Regions from separate parts of the Macaca mulatta genome. Here region 1 is linked to region 2. The links are chromatin contacts, called in public Hi-C maps. All regions are on one chromosome and are shown on one strand. The core of a region is the stretch at or near the end of the contact, and the rest is flanking DNA. Distances in the headings are between cores, read along the strand shown. Region 1 holds the start of CTDSPL2 (CTD small phosphatase like 2). Region 2 holds the start of GOLM2 (golgi membrane protein 2).

Region 1 (7,186 bases), core at 2,792-5,291, 140 kb after region 2:
ACAAGCGTGAGCCACCGTGCCTGACCCTATTACATTATTTAATGAACACTCTATTTCATTAGTGTCTTTATATAGCAGTAGTTTTGAATAGTTTAAAAAGCATTCAAGCTGGGTATGGTGGCATGTGCCTATAGTTCCAGCTACTCAGGAGGCTGAGGTGAGAAGATCACTTGAGCCCAGAAGTTAGAGTCCAGCCTGGGCTGCCTGGGCAATATAGCAAGACTCCACCTCTTAGAAACAAACAAACAAACAAAAAGCAAAAATACCTGCTACTAGTTTTTTGCATTAATTACATTTTTTCCCTGTGACCACTGCTTTACATCTAAAACTACTTCATACTTTTTTAAGTTCATATTTTTAGACCATTATTCTAAAATTTTGGACTGGATTGTTACAGAAGCTTCAAGACATTAACTACTACCATTTAAGGAGCAAGGAAAGCATCTTGCTAAGTGCTTTCATAAATAATATAATTTGATCTTCACAACAATTCACTTAGATATTACAGAAAAGAGGCCAGGAGAGAGACCATAGGATATAAATTAAGGTGAAAAGCAGAACACAGCAATTATCCCTTGTGAAAAAATGGTGTTAAAATGTTTTTAAAAAATTGCAAATAAACTTAGGCTTTCTATCAGCAATCTTTCTAAACTTAGTAATTTTTTTTTTTTTTTTAAAATAGAGATGAGGTCTCACTATGTTGCCAAGGCTGGTCTTCAACCCCTGAGATACAATGATCCTCCCACCTCAACCTCCCAAAGTGCCGAGATTACAGCCTGATCCTAAACTTACCAAATTTAACCATGGTAATAATATTGCCATACGAGGTGGTATAATGAGCAGAATAAGGGTTTGAGTCTCTATTGTATTTCCTACTAGATGATTGTGATTATCTTTGGATATGGCATGTTTTTCTTCTTTTTCAAATTTCAGTGTCTTCAACTGAAAGGCAGGGAACAAATACCACCTATTCTACCTACCTCATAGGGTTGTTAGGAGAATCAAAATGCACATAAAAGTGCTCTTTGGAAATAGCATATTTTACTTAAGTTTTAGGAACATGAAGGTTTGGAATAACGATTTCTTGGAAATTTTTCCCCCAGAAATATTTCTAATTTAAAAATTAATATTTCTGGCCGGGCGCGGTGGCTCAAGCCTGTAGTCCCAGCACTTTGGGAGGCCGAGACGGGCGGATCACGAGGTCAGGAGATCGAGACCATCCTGGCTAACACGGTGAAACCCCGTCTCTACTAAAAAAATACAAAAAACTAGCCGGGTGCGGTGGCAGGCGCCTGTAGTCCCAACTGCTCGGGAGGCTGAGGCAGGAGAATGGCGTAAACCCGGGAGGCGGAGCTCGCAGTGAGCTGAGATCCGGCCACTGCACTCCAGCCTGGGCGGTAGCTAGACTCCGTCTCAAAAAAAAAAAAAAAAATTAATATTTCTGATTTAAAAATAACTTTATTAGCCAGTCCTCAATACTGGGAGGCTGAGGTGGGAGGATCACTTGAGCCCAGGTGTTTAAGTATGCAGTGAGTTATGATCATGCCACTGCACTGAAGTCAGGGGTACAGAGGAAGTCCCTATCTCTTAACAAATAACAAAACAAAACTTTAGGGGCTGTGTGCAGTAGCTCAGGCCTGCAATCCCAGCACTTTGGGAGGCCAAGGCAGGAAGATGGCTTGAACCATGGATTTTGAGGATGCAATGAGCTTTAATTACTTCAGCCTGGGGAACAGAGTGAGACCCTGTCTCTAAAAATAAATAAATACATAAAATAAACTTTAGTAATAATGGGGTAACTGTTTAGTTGGTGTTCTACTGCTTTCCATGACACACTCTGGATAAACTATTTGTTGGATTCCGTTGAACTTTTCAGGAATCTATTTTTGTGTGTGTAGACTGTTACTATTAATAGTTCTGTGCTGTGTATCCCACGAGCTCCCAATAAATGTCACATTCTGAGCATTTTTGCACTAGGAAAATTTAGGGTGCAAATGAACTCTGACAGAAGAATCTGTAGTATACAAGGTTTTCAGAAGACAACCCACCTGCTCCATACTTTGGAATAGAAATGAGATTGTCAACAGTATGTTATCTCTGCTTACTTCTCAGCCTCTCTTGCCATCTTTCCCCTGCCCTCTCATCCTCTTTTCCTAGCACACAGAACTACTTCTGCAATGGCTCAACACAGTCTCATCTTTGGACTTTTCCATCTGTTGTTTCCTTTACCTAGACATTCTTCCCCTGCAACACCAACTCCTCCTTTATGTCTCAGACGTTACCTTAGGAAACCTTCCCAGACCCCTTCACTGGCACCCTCATGTGTTCTACAACGCCTATCATGCCACTCCTTGTATACGCTTAATCAGTTTTTAAATTCTGTTTACTTGGGTGTCTTTTTCTTTCTTTCTTTTTTTTTTTTTGAGACAGAGTCTCGCTCTGTCGCCCAGGCTGGAGTGCAGTGGTGCGATCTCGGCTCACTGCAAGCTCCACCTCCCGGGTTCACGCCATTCTCCTGCCTCAGCCTCCCGAGTAGCTGGGACTACAGGCGCCCGCCACCGCGCCCGGCTACTTTTTTGTATTTTTAGTAGAGACGGGGTTTCACCGTGGTCTCGATCTCCTGACCTCGTGATCCGCCCGCCTCGGCCTCCCAAAGTGCTGGGATTACAGGCGTGAGCCACCGCGCCCGGCCAGGGTGTCTTTTTCAATAGATTATGATCTTTGGCTGGGCGCGGTGGCTCACGCCTGTAATCCCAACACTTTGGGAGGCCGAGGCGGGCGGATCACGAGGTCAGGAGATCGAGACCATCTTGGCCAACATGATGAAACCCCGTCTCTACTAAAAATACAAAAATTAGCCGGGCGTGGTGGCGCGCGACTGTAATCCCAGCTACTCAGGGGGCTGAGGCAGGAGAATCGCTTGAACCCGGGAGGCGGAGGTTGCAGAGAGCCGAGATCGCGCCACCGCACTCCAGCTTGGGCGACAGAGTGAGACTCCGTCTCACAAAAAAACAAAAACAAAAACAAAAACAAAAACCCAAACAAACATGACCTTTGGGGAGGCAGGGTCCGTGTCTGCCTGGCTCACTGTTTCACACATCGCACCTAGTTACTTTTTCAATAAATATTTCTTGATCGAATAAGGAGAGTGGCTTGGAGTTTCAGTGAAAAATAATGTTCTTCCAACCATTAGCCTTGGTTTTCTGATACCCCACTAGAACTGGATTCTCCGGACTGATACATTTCACTCTGTGGAGCTGACCGTCCTTTGACCTACTTTCGCAGGTGGGAGCCCACTGGCCTGAAAGATCCGAGTTTTCAACCTGCAGAATTACCAACATAGGGTTGAGTCGAAAGGCGTGAATATTTATGATCCAAAAGCGACTGATACGCCCTCTAGGCAATGAGCAGGGAAGGGAACCTTTAGGGGCCACCGAAATCCCAGGAAAAGCGCCAGATTCGCTTTCTCCCAGCCTCGGGCAGCGCTCACTACAAACTACCTCCTTCAGCGCGCCAAGCCGTTAGTCCCGCCTTATCCCCTCGGCTCCACCTACCCAGCGCGCCCACAGTTACTAAACCCTTGCCGCCAGGGTGCACGACGCGTTCCTAAGCTCCGCCTCCGGGGCAAGGGCGCGCTCCCCCTCCCAGCTCGGCCCAAGCAGTTCCGTTAGGAGCGGGAGGAAAAACCGTCCTTCGGGTCCCCGCCTCTCCACTCCTAACGCTTTACTCCCTACTCCCCCTGCGACCACTACACAGCCGGCTACGGAGGCCCCTAACGTACAAATATCCCCCAAGCCCTTGCGTATCCTGATAGGTTTTGTCCTTTCTTACTCCACCCAGTCTTAAGGCCTTGTGTTCAATTTTTCTCCGGGATTCAGACTAGAGAGTTTCTTCCGGCGTAAGGAACTTCAACGCTCTTCACGGAAGTAAAAGTATTTTTTTCGTTGTTGTTGCCGTTGTGGCTGCCCGCATTCCTTCCCTCCCACCTCGCGGAATTGTGGCGGGAGGGGGAGGAGGTAGTCAGGGCGCCTGCGCGGAGAGGCCGCTTTCCATCCGGGTCCCTGTCCGTGCGGTGCAGCAGGTCGGTAGGCGGGAAATGGCGACTGGCTGAAGGAGCTGGTTCTGTTGCTGCTGCGGGGTAAGCGGGAAAGACACCACACATTGCGCAGTCGGGACCATCGCCGGAGCCTGAGGACACTTCTCTGTCGTCACAGTTAGGTAATCCCCTTCGTCCAGACGCTGCCGCTGCTTCCAATCTTAGTTCTCCTCCTCTTCCAGGGCCGTCTGCCGGGATCTCCTCCCCTTCTAAACCCGGTCCTCCAGCGGCTCTGGCGCCTTGGTAGGCATGCACTCTTTGGCGCCTCGTACGTCCACTGTGCGGAGCCGCTCCTTTCTGGACTTTCCCCTGGGAACAGAAAGGGAGCTCACTTCCCGCCAGCTTCACCTTTTAGGCTGCGGCCTGCGTTGTGATTTCTGGGGTTAGATTTCACTTTGCTACCCACCCCCACTCCGATCTCACGTTCCTGGTCCCCAACCTCTGGGTAATTAAGTTAGAAGTTTAGCTTTTCTAACCTTTTTGGCCCACCTGATGTTTTCGGCATTTCATTCTTTCGAGTAGGGTGCTTTTAGGGGGGCGTGCTCTTATCTCAGTTTTTATAAACACCTTTTCAGAATCTGGAAGAAGGGATTTGCGTAAGTTCTGTTTATCTTTTGTACTGTTAAAATCTCGAGTTGACATTGTTACTTTTTCAAATCGGGAGTGATTGTAAGGAACAGCCCATGTGGAAGGCCTCTGGTGTCCATAGTGGTCAGTTAAAGGGTGAACCTTATTATCCTTAATATTCTCTGCTTTCTTTGGATTTTAAATACCTGTATGGTTGTTAACTTTTGCATTCTTGACCAGAGTTCTGTGGTAAATAATTACATAAGTAAATCTTGTTTATTTCTCACCCTAGTGGTGGCTGGATGTGTGAATGATGTTAAACACTTCAGAGTACTTTAGGGAAACCTGAAGAGAGAAGAGCTCGTAAACTTACCTGAGATCCTGAAATGAAACGTACTCAGTAGGTGTTCCTCCGAGGCAGGGATTTATCTTCCTAATGCTGGTATCGCAGTACCAAGATTAATTTCTTACGTGGGTATGCGAATTAGTGACTTGAAATGATAGATTTATCTGTGTGATTTTCAGATTGTAGATTGCTTTGTCTCTCTATTCTTTGCCCAGTTTTAAATTTTCGTTTGTGGTCCATTTGTTATTCTTAGAAAAGGGAAATGGCGTGTTAAAGCTAGTTTTACTATATTTCTTTACTTTTTCTTTCCTTTTTTTAAATTACATTGCAGACCATTTATTCATAAAGAGAAGTAATAAGGAGGCTGATGGTATTTTCGGAATTTATTAATCATGTTGAATTTGGGGTCTTTGTTTTTTTGTTTTGTTTTGTTTTCACTAATCAAATTAAAATTTTAAAAACTGTTCACATTGCATATCAGTTGACGTTTATAACTCAAGTTTTCAACTCTGGATACGTCCAGTTTAGAGAATTTCACTATTGTTCGCACGATGTTGTGGTTAATTTTCAATATTAACAGGAACACACAAACATTATTATAGTCTTCATTTGGTAGACTTTGCCCAAGGTCATAAAGAAAGTCAAGGCAAAATGTAGCTCTTATGTGAAGGAGTTTTTTAGGATTGAGTTGAACTTAATACTCTCCTAGGACCAGTAGAATAGTGGAGGTACAGGCACGTTAACTACTTGCCAAGTCAATTTATTTTAAAAATGGAGCCAAATGTGCAACTTAAAGGGATCTTACATCGTTGGTCTAGTGTATAGGTTTTGTCTGTATTTTAATGACCTTTTTGGGTAGTTAATAGCCTTAATATTTTTAATAAAAGTTAGTTTACAGCTAGCTGAGTGAGCATTGTAGACTTTGTTTTCAAGAGTTCTCGTAAATTGTTTAGTACTGCATGCATTCAGTACTTGCACTCTTTTAATGCTTTTCTCAGAGTTGAAAGAATGTAAAAGCTGGCTGCGTGGGGTGGCTTACACCTGTAATCCCAGCACTCTGGGAGGCCAGGGCAGGCTGATCACAAGATGAGGAGTTCGAGAACAGCCTGGCCAACATAGTGAAACCCTGTCTCTATTAAAAATACAAAAATTAGCCGGGCATGGTGGTGCACACCTGTAGTCCCAGCTACTCGAGAGGCTGAGACAAGAGAATCGCTTGAACCCAGGAGATGGAGGTTGCAGTGAGCTGAAGACCGCCTTACTGTACTCCAGCCTGGTGACAGAGAGAGTCTCAAAAGAAAAGAATGTAAAAGCTGTAAATGATGTAGTCCTTAACCTTTGTGGGCTTGTAGCTGTATAGAAAATCTAAATAGGATTGCATAGGAATATCAGGGTTTGTATGTTTCACAAGATTCCATTCTACATAGTGTCTCTTGTGCATTTAACTTGAGCTGGTAATGTTACTGTTTTCCCACTGTTAAGAAATTAAGAATTGGGGAAGTCTTCCCTTTCCAGATTCATCTAGCTGATCTCAAGTTTGTGATTTCTGGCTAAGTGGTTTCTCATGAGATTATTATATGACAGAGTCCATCTAATTCTGGTTAAAGAAACTTGGACCTGTTTTTTGCCAAGGATGTACTAGATTCTAGATTTTTAACCATAGATTTTATTGTCAGTTGAGTAAAATGGCTTTTTTTTTAAAAAAAAATTTATTTTTTAGAGATGGGGGTCTGTCTCTGTGGCCCAGGTTGGAGTGCAGTGGTGTAATCATAGCTCACTGCAGCCATGACCCCCTGGGCCTATGCAGTCCTCCTGCTTCAGCCTCCCAAGTAGCTGGGACTGCAGGCACATGCCACCACACCTGGCTAATTTATTTATTTATTTATTTTTTGTAGAGATGGGGTCTCATTATGTTGTCCAGGCTGGTTCGCAACTCCTGGCTACGAGCAGTCCTCCTGCCTCAGCCTCCCAAAGTGCTGGGAAGACTGGTGCTTGCCACCAAGCCGACTCCAAAATGGTATTAATTTATCGTAGTCATAGGAGGCTATGCTTTAGATTAATGAGATAATGAATAAAATGATTTGCCAGAATTTGGAAAAAGCAATATCTAATTGTAATTTACCAAGTTGTGAAAGCCTAAAGTAGAAAAGACACTTTCAGTCACAAATATCAAGTGT
Region 2 (7,276 bases), core at 3,906-6,405:
AATGAGAAAACTAAGGTTAAGTACCTTGCCCGATGTTACAAAATTAGTAAGAGTGAAGAGATGACTTTCAGCCCATGAATTCTTACTCCAGAGCCCACCTTACCCTTACAGTATATTGCCTCATGCTACACAACTATAGGAAATGGATTTGTCATAGGGAAATAACACGTGTGTTCTGTTGACCAGTACTGGATGGGGGACTGGGGTATTCCCTTTATGAGACAGCCCTCTTTAGTTGAGGCAATTCTGAAGGTGGCTGGCTGATCACTGAGAGGTGTCTGCTGACAGCACTCCCAGCAGCTGGGGGAATATGTCACTCATTCCTGAAGAGGGATCTGGGTGGCACACCACAGCATCCACTACTCATGCATGACATCATACTCCCTTCCTGTGCCTGTGGCTGAAATATAAATTGACTACAGTTTGCTTTATCAGTAAGTCCGGATATATTTTTCTAATCTTTTTTAAAATGCACCAATCCACGCATTGTTTGTTTCTGAGACGGAGTCTTGCTCTGTCACCCAGGTTGGCGTGCAGTGGCACTATCTCGGCTCACTGAAACCTATGCCTCCTGGGTTCAAGCGATTCTCTTGCCTCAGCCTCCTGAGTAGCTGGGATAACACGCGCCTGCCACCATGCCCAGCTGATTTTTCTATTTTTAGTAGAGACGGGGTTTCACCATGCTGACCTGGCTGGTCTCAAACTCCTGACCTCGTGATCCACCTGCCTTGGCCTCCCAAAGTGCTGGGATTACAGGTGTGAACCCCCGCGCCCGGCCAACATACAATGTTTTAAGGTTTAATTGGTGGGGAGGCGGGGCAGGCGTCCCAGCTACTCAGGTGGATGAGGTGGAAGGATCATTTGAGGCTGGGAGGTGGAGGTTGTGGTGAGCTGTGATCACACCAGTACACTCAAGCCTGGGTGACAGAGTGAGACCCTGTCTCATGAATAAATACATTAAATAATTATAAATATTTCGTTGGGGGATAAGCATCTGTTATAGGGTAGCAGGTGCAGGAATTTTGTGTTTGGATCAAGTCATCTTTAAAGGCAAAAATCGGCCGAGCAAGGTGGCTCACGCCTGTAATCCCAGCACTTTGGGACGCCGAGGGCGGATCACGAGGTCAAGAGATTGAGACCATCCTGGCCAACATGGTGAATCCCCGTATCTACTAAAAATACAAAAATTAGCTGGGCGTGGGGGCACGCGCCTGTAGTCCCAGCTACTCAGGAGGCTGAAGCAGGAGAATCACTTGAGCCCAGGAGGTGGAGGGTGCAGTGAGCCGAGACTACACCACTGCACTCCAGCCTGGCGACAGAGTAAGACTTGTCTCAAAAGTAAATAAATAAATAAATAAATAAAGGCAAAAATCATGTCATTCACTTCTCCTACATAATCTTTCTGACCCCTTTTCTTAAGCCCACAACACAATTTCACATATATTATCTTCAGTATATTTTGATCCATAAAAAGTTTGGCATGCTGGAATTGGGCAGAAAAACTGATTATTTTATAGTTTATTCCTCAATATTTAGGACATTTGGTAGGACTAGGTTAGAGAAGGTGGCAGCTCATAGAAATTAGAAATACATAGATAGGTAGGCAAGATTCCTTCTATTGCTAATGAAAAAAACCTAACTTAAACTAGCTTAAGAAAAAAAATTATGGCCAGGTGGGGTGGCTTAGCACTTTGGGAGGCTGAGGCGGGCAGATCACGAGGTCAAGAGATTGAGACCATCCTGGCCAACATGGTGAAACCCCATCTCTACTAAAAATACAAAAAATTAGCCAGGCATGGTGGTGGTCCCCTGTATGTAGTCCCAGCTACTCGGGAGGCTGAGACAGGAGAATGGCGTGAACCCGGGAGGCGGGGCTTGCAGTGAGCCAAGATCATGCCACTGCACTCCAGCCTGGGCGACGAGTGAGACTCCGTCTCAAAAAACAAAACAAAACAAAAAATACAAAAAATTAGCCGGGCATGGTGGCATGCGCCTGTAATCCCAGCTACTTGGGAGTCTGAGGCAGGAAAATTGCTTGAACCTAGGAGGCGGAGGTTGCAGTGAGATGAGATCATGCCACTGTACTCCAGCCTGGGTGAGAGTGAGACTCCGTCTCACCAAAAAAAAAAAAAAAAAAAAAAAAAAAGAAAGAAAGAAAGAAAGAAAAAACCCCATTATTTGTCTATGATTGGCTGGGCATGGTGGCTTATGCCTTAATCCCAGCACTTTGGGAGGCCCAGGCAGGAGGATCACCTGAACTCAGGAGTTCAAAATCAGCCCAGGCAACATGGCAAAACCCTGTCTGAACAAAAAAATACAAAAATTAGCTGGGCGTGGTGGTGTGCACCTGTAGTCCCAGCTACTTAGGGGACTGAGGCAGAAGGATCATTTGAACTGGGGAGGTCAAGACTGCAGTGAGCTGAGATCTGAGATTGAGCCACTGCACTCCAGACTGGTGACAGAGCAAGACCCCATCTTTTAAAAAACAAAATAAAACAAGAAAACCCACAAGAAACATTATTTATCTATGATTACACTGCCTTTACAGTTATATGATATTTATGTCTATACTTGATAACATATCCTAAAACACAGGAATGGACTTTTAAAAAATAAGTTTTAGAAGCTTTAGATCTACAGAAAAATTGTGAAAATAGTAGAGTTCCCATATATCCCACACCCAGTTTCCCCTACGTTAGTATGGTGCATTTGTCACAATTAATGAACCAGTAATATTATTATTAACTAACATGCATACTTTATTCAGATTTCCTTAGTTTTTACCTAATGTCCTTTTCATGTTCCAGGATCCCATCCAGGATACATTTAATCATCAAGTCTCCTTAAGCTTCTTTTGGCCATGAAAGATTTTCCAATTTTCCTTGTTTTTGATGACCTTGACAAGTTCGAGGAATACTGGTCAAGTATTTTTCAGAATGTCCTTCAACTGAGATTTGTCTGACGTTTTTCTCATGAGTAGACCAGGGTTATGAGTCTTTGTGAAGAAGACCACACAGAGTGCTACAATCATCATATTGTATCACCAATACATACTATCAACAGGACATCACTGTTGATGTTAACTTCCATTACCTGGTTTAAGGAATTGACTTTTACCTTAATTTGTTTAATGCCTAACTCAGAACTACCTATGGGAGGGCACTTAAACACTGTCTTAATATCTGGATTGTATTCACTAGGAGGAACACCTTGATGAGACAACCATCAAAATGGAAAAAAAAATCCTCTAGGGAAGAGTGGAAAGAGGACTGGTCATCTCTGCCATTTACTACATAAAAGACTTTCGGCAAGTAACCTCTGTATCTGTAAAATGGAATAATAGTTCCCAATAGTTCTACTAAACATCTATTGAGAAAATGTGTGTTTTGTACAATATTTATACTTTTAGATTTGCCTATGTAAAAATGAAAACACTCGTGGGAACAGTAAATATCAAGTAGTTAACATTACTTTATAGAACAATTTTCTTTCTTTTCAGACGGAGTCTTCTTACTCTGTTGCCCAAGACGGGGTGCAATGGCACGATCTCGGCTCACTGCAACCTCTGCCTCACCGACTCAAGTGATTCTCCTGCCTCAGCCTCCCGAGTAGCTGGGGCTACAGGCATGAGCCACCGCGCGCCTGGCCTAGAATAATTTTCGATTGCTGGTTGAGCAGAGCAAGGCCAATATGAGCTGAGGAAAGCAGAGATGGGAAGGCTCATTATAGTTAATGATTTCCCATTTTTGCTTTGCTTCCTTTTGCCAAAGTCTGCTTGTCATCTGAGAGTCGAGGGGATTTCTTAGATCTTATGAAGCCAGAGCTCATGTCTGGTGTGAACCAAGTATTAATAATTTTGGTATTGTTTTTCTGTACTGCATCTGAGAGAGTATTGTTCTTTGAAGATGCAATAATTCTTCTACGCTACTACGGGACTTAGGGAATTAATTTTTGAGGATAGGAAGCACAGAATAATTATTCAAAGATGACAAGTCTTCCTGCCTCAAAATCATCTCTCTCTCTGATTTGAATAAAAATACCAAGGTTTTTCCGTTCTTGAGGTTATATACTCATGGAAGTTCTTCAACCTGAGGTCTGAAAAATAAGGCAACCTCATCTTCTCCTTAAACAGGTTAGAGCCAGTAACTTTTTATTTTTCTATGCACGGACAAAAGAATTATACAGAAAAAACAAAAGAAGCGGGGGCTTTTTTTTTTTTTTTTTTTTTTTTTTTTTTTGCGTTACTGAAATTCACACTTAACATATAAACAGCCTGCTATATGCAGACAGCAATGGTGTTTAGAGCCCAATGATCTGGATTCACGCCTATTTAAAACCAGATATGAGAAAGTTCCCAAACATCTTTGTGTCTTGGATTCTTCAACTGTAGAGAAGATGAGACTAGGTGCGCAAAACAATTTGTTAGAGCTATTATTTCTAACCCAGAATGTGTTCGCTGTCAGTAACAGTGCATTAGTTACGATTCATCGAAGGCAGCTTCTGGACTTTCTGTTTGGAAGCCCAGCTGAGGCAAAAGCAGCGGTGCGTTTAAAAACTGGAGCTCGCCACATTCTGAAATTCTTTCGGTTCGCGAAAGCAGTAACCTTGGAAACGAGACTGGCACCACCCCTTTCAGTCCTAAAGCTTGGTTTCTCCCGCTTTTCTCCATTATGTTTAGGGCATCGCTATTTTACGGTCTTTTTGTTTTTTCTTTCCACATCATTAGCACAAAAGAGAAATTCCCCTTCTACAGAAGCAAGTACAAAACCTTTCTAGTTGCCCCTTTTTGGCTGCAGCTCACCTACTATTTTTTTCTATTCCGCGGTCGCAGCCCCAGACGTCCTCAAAGACAAATATTTTCGCGAGGGCCAGTGTAGGGCAGGAACTCCCTAGACCTTGAATCAAGGGAATCCAGTAGGTAAGAACAGAAAGGACTCCGACCCCGGAACCTGAGACATCTGAGACCGCTAACATTAACACAACAACCTACGTGACAGAGAAAAATCTCGCGAGAGAGGACTGCAGGGAGACGAGATGAAGCAACCTTCTCGCGACAAGAGGGGGTGTCGGCGGAAACTCGGAAATGGTCCCCTAGACGACTCGGCCCCAGCCAGTGGGTGGGGCCAGAGTAAATCCGCCCCCTTCCGGTTTTTTCCCCGCCTCCCAACCGTGAGGTGTTGGGTTCGGGTCGCGGGCAGCTGGGTTCTCTCGGTTCCCTCTGGCAGGTGCGGGGTCGAGTTCAAAGCCTCCGGAACGCGTTTTGGCCTGATTTGAGGAAGGGGGCGGGGAGGGACCTGCGGCTTGCGGCCCCGCCCCCTTCTCCGGCTTGCCGCCGACGGATAAACCCGCCTCCTCCCTCGGCCGGCCCTGGGGCCGTGTCCCCCGGGTAACTCCAGCCGAGGCCTAGGCTTCTGCCTGCAGGTGTCTGCGGCGAGGCCCCTAGGATACAGCCCGATTTGGCCCCATGGTGGGTTTCGGGGCCAACCGGCGGGCTGGCCGCCTGCCCTCTCTCGTGCTGGTGGTGCTACTGGTGGTGATCGTCGTCCTCGCCTTCAACTACTGGAGCATCTCCTCCCGCCACGTCCTGCTTCAGGAGGAGGTGGCCGAGCTGCAGGGCCAGGTCCAGCGCACCGAAGTGGCCCGCGGGCGGCTGGAAAAGCGCAATTCGGACCTCTTGCTATTGGTGGACACGCACAAGAAACAGATTGACCAGAAGGAGGCCGACTACGGCCGCCTCAGCAGCCGGCTGCAGGCCAGAGAGGGCCTGGGGAAGAGATGCGAGGATGACAAGGTAAGGACGACCCCTTTCTCTTCAACCCCCATAGTTTCTTTTTTCTCCGGGGTCTGGGGCGGGATGTTAATCCGCTAGCGGTTGTCTTATCCCTTCCAATATTGCAGTCCTGAAGGCTCCTTTCACCCCCAACAACCCTGTTTCTGTCAGACTTTTCCCGGTTTATCAGTGCCGTGTTCTCTGGTCCCTGCCAGACAAAAATGACTGTAAATTCTGGTTCTCAAGAGTGGGCTGTGTGCAGATGCTGCCTATTCTCTGAGCTCAGCTGGTGAGCTGTCAATAGTAATCATCTGGCCTATGTGGCCCCCTTAGCTTCAAAGACACACAAATCTGGCGACTGCCAGGTTTGGTGTGGTTATTGTCTCATTTTTATTCTGTGCACACTGAACAATATTAATTTCGTTATTTAAAGAACGAAGCTGCCTCTGACTCCTCTACCTTATGGTAGTCACCATGTATTTTTTCAGCTGTGTAACTTTTAAAATCTCTACAGGGTGATGTATTGAATAAATAGTGAGCTATGACTGCCTTTTTGTGATCAAAATGTTATGATAGATGGGCCCTCGAGCTATATGTGAGCCACACTTGTGTCTTGGACATAGTTGATCAATCATTATGTACTCAGTTGGAATTGTTAATGGAATTAGCCAAAAGATTAGAATCTAAAAATAAATTTTAAGCAATGGAATGTCATGTCAGTGTCTTCATTGAAAGAAAATAGAATGAAATTTTGTATAGCTAAGTAGCTATTAGGGTTGGTGTTTTATGCAGATGGAAAACTATACAAAGTTTTAAATATAAAAAGTTTAAAATTGAACTGTAATCATACTTGCTACTAAATAATCCTTGTTTTCATTAGCTCATTGGTAACTATATTAATAATTTATGACTTAGGCAACTTCTGTAGGTATAGTAGAGTTATGAAAATTTCTGGGCAGGATAGTAGATGCCTTTCTTTCTATACACTTCTTTGGTAATCTTCACATTTTTGTGTGTAAATGCCCATTATAATTACAAGTTTTACTTTGCATATGAAAATCACTTACGGGTAAGTCATTATAAACGCTCTGTGAGCTTCTAACATTCCTGTTGACAGCCCCTACCTTGCTTTCTTATTTCAGGAAGATTAAGGCCCTCAGCTAAGTGCCTCCCTATAACCCCCACCTCTTCACCATAATAACATAGACATGCTCTGATAGGGTCAAGGAATCAATAAATTTATATGCGCTACATGCTTAACTCTAAAGACTGAAAAACTCTTGGGCACAGTAGGTAGAAATCCATGAAAGGTTGCAGTATTAAAATAAGGTCTTCCTACTTAGAATGGTTAAGCATTACAATTCACATTCTTCTCTCTGGTCTCAAAGGAAAGTCTCTTGTAGTAATTAATACTCTTGATTCTATTCTTTCAGCCATTGGACTTTGTTTGTTTGTTTTGAGACGGAATTTTGTTCTTGTTGCCCAGGCAGGAGTGCAATGGCGTGA

The links. Hi-C and Micro-C count contacts between places; a contact is called where the count stands out from the background.
Region 1: a Hi-C map of fetal cortex germinal zone shows a contact between it and region 2, with 2.5 times the contacts expected there. The contact joins the promoter of CTDSPL2 here to the promoter of GOLM2 in region 2. A contact is called at or near these places in 2 of 14 Hi-C or Micro-C datasets (cortical neurons and fetal cortex germinal zone).

Annotation. Positions count from the first base shown.
Region 1 is chr7:21,823,129-21,830,314 of T2T-MMU8v2.0, forward strand. It overlaps CTDSPL2 (CTD small phosphatase like 2), which reads left to right and starts at 4,042. Exons shown (of 13, transcript NM_001266809.1): 1 at 4,042-4,218.
Region 2 is chr7:21,680,472-21,687,747 of T2T-MMU8v2.0, forward strand. GOLM2 (golgi membrane protein 2) reads left to right here and starts at 5,156. Exons shown (of 11, transcript XM_077939306.1): 1 at 5,156-5,791. The coding sequence starts at 5,465.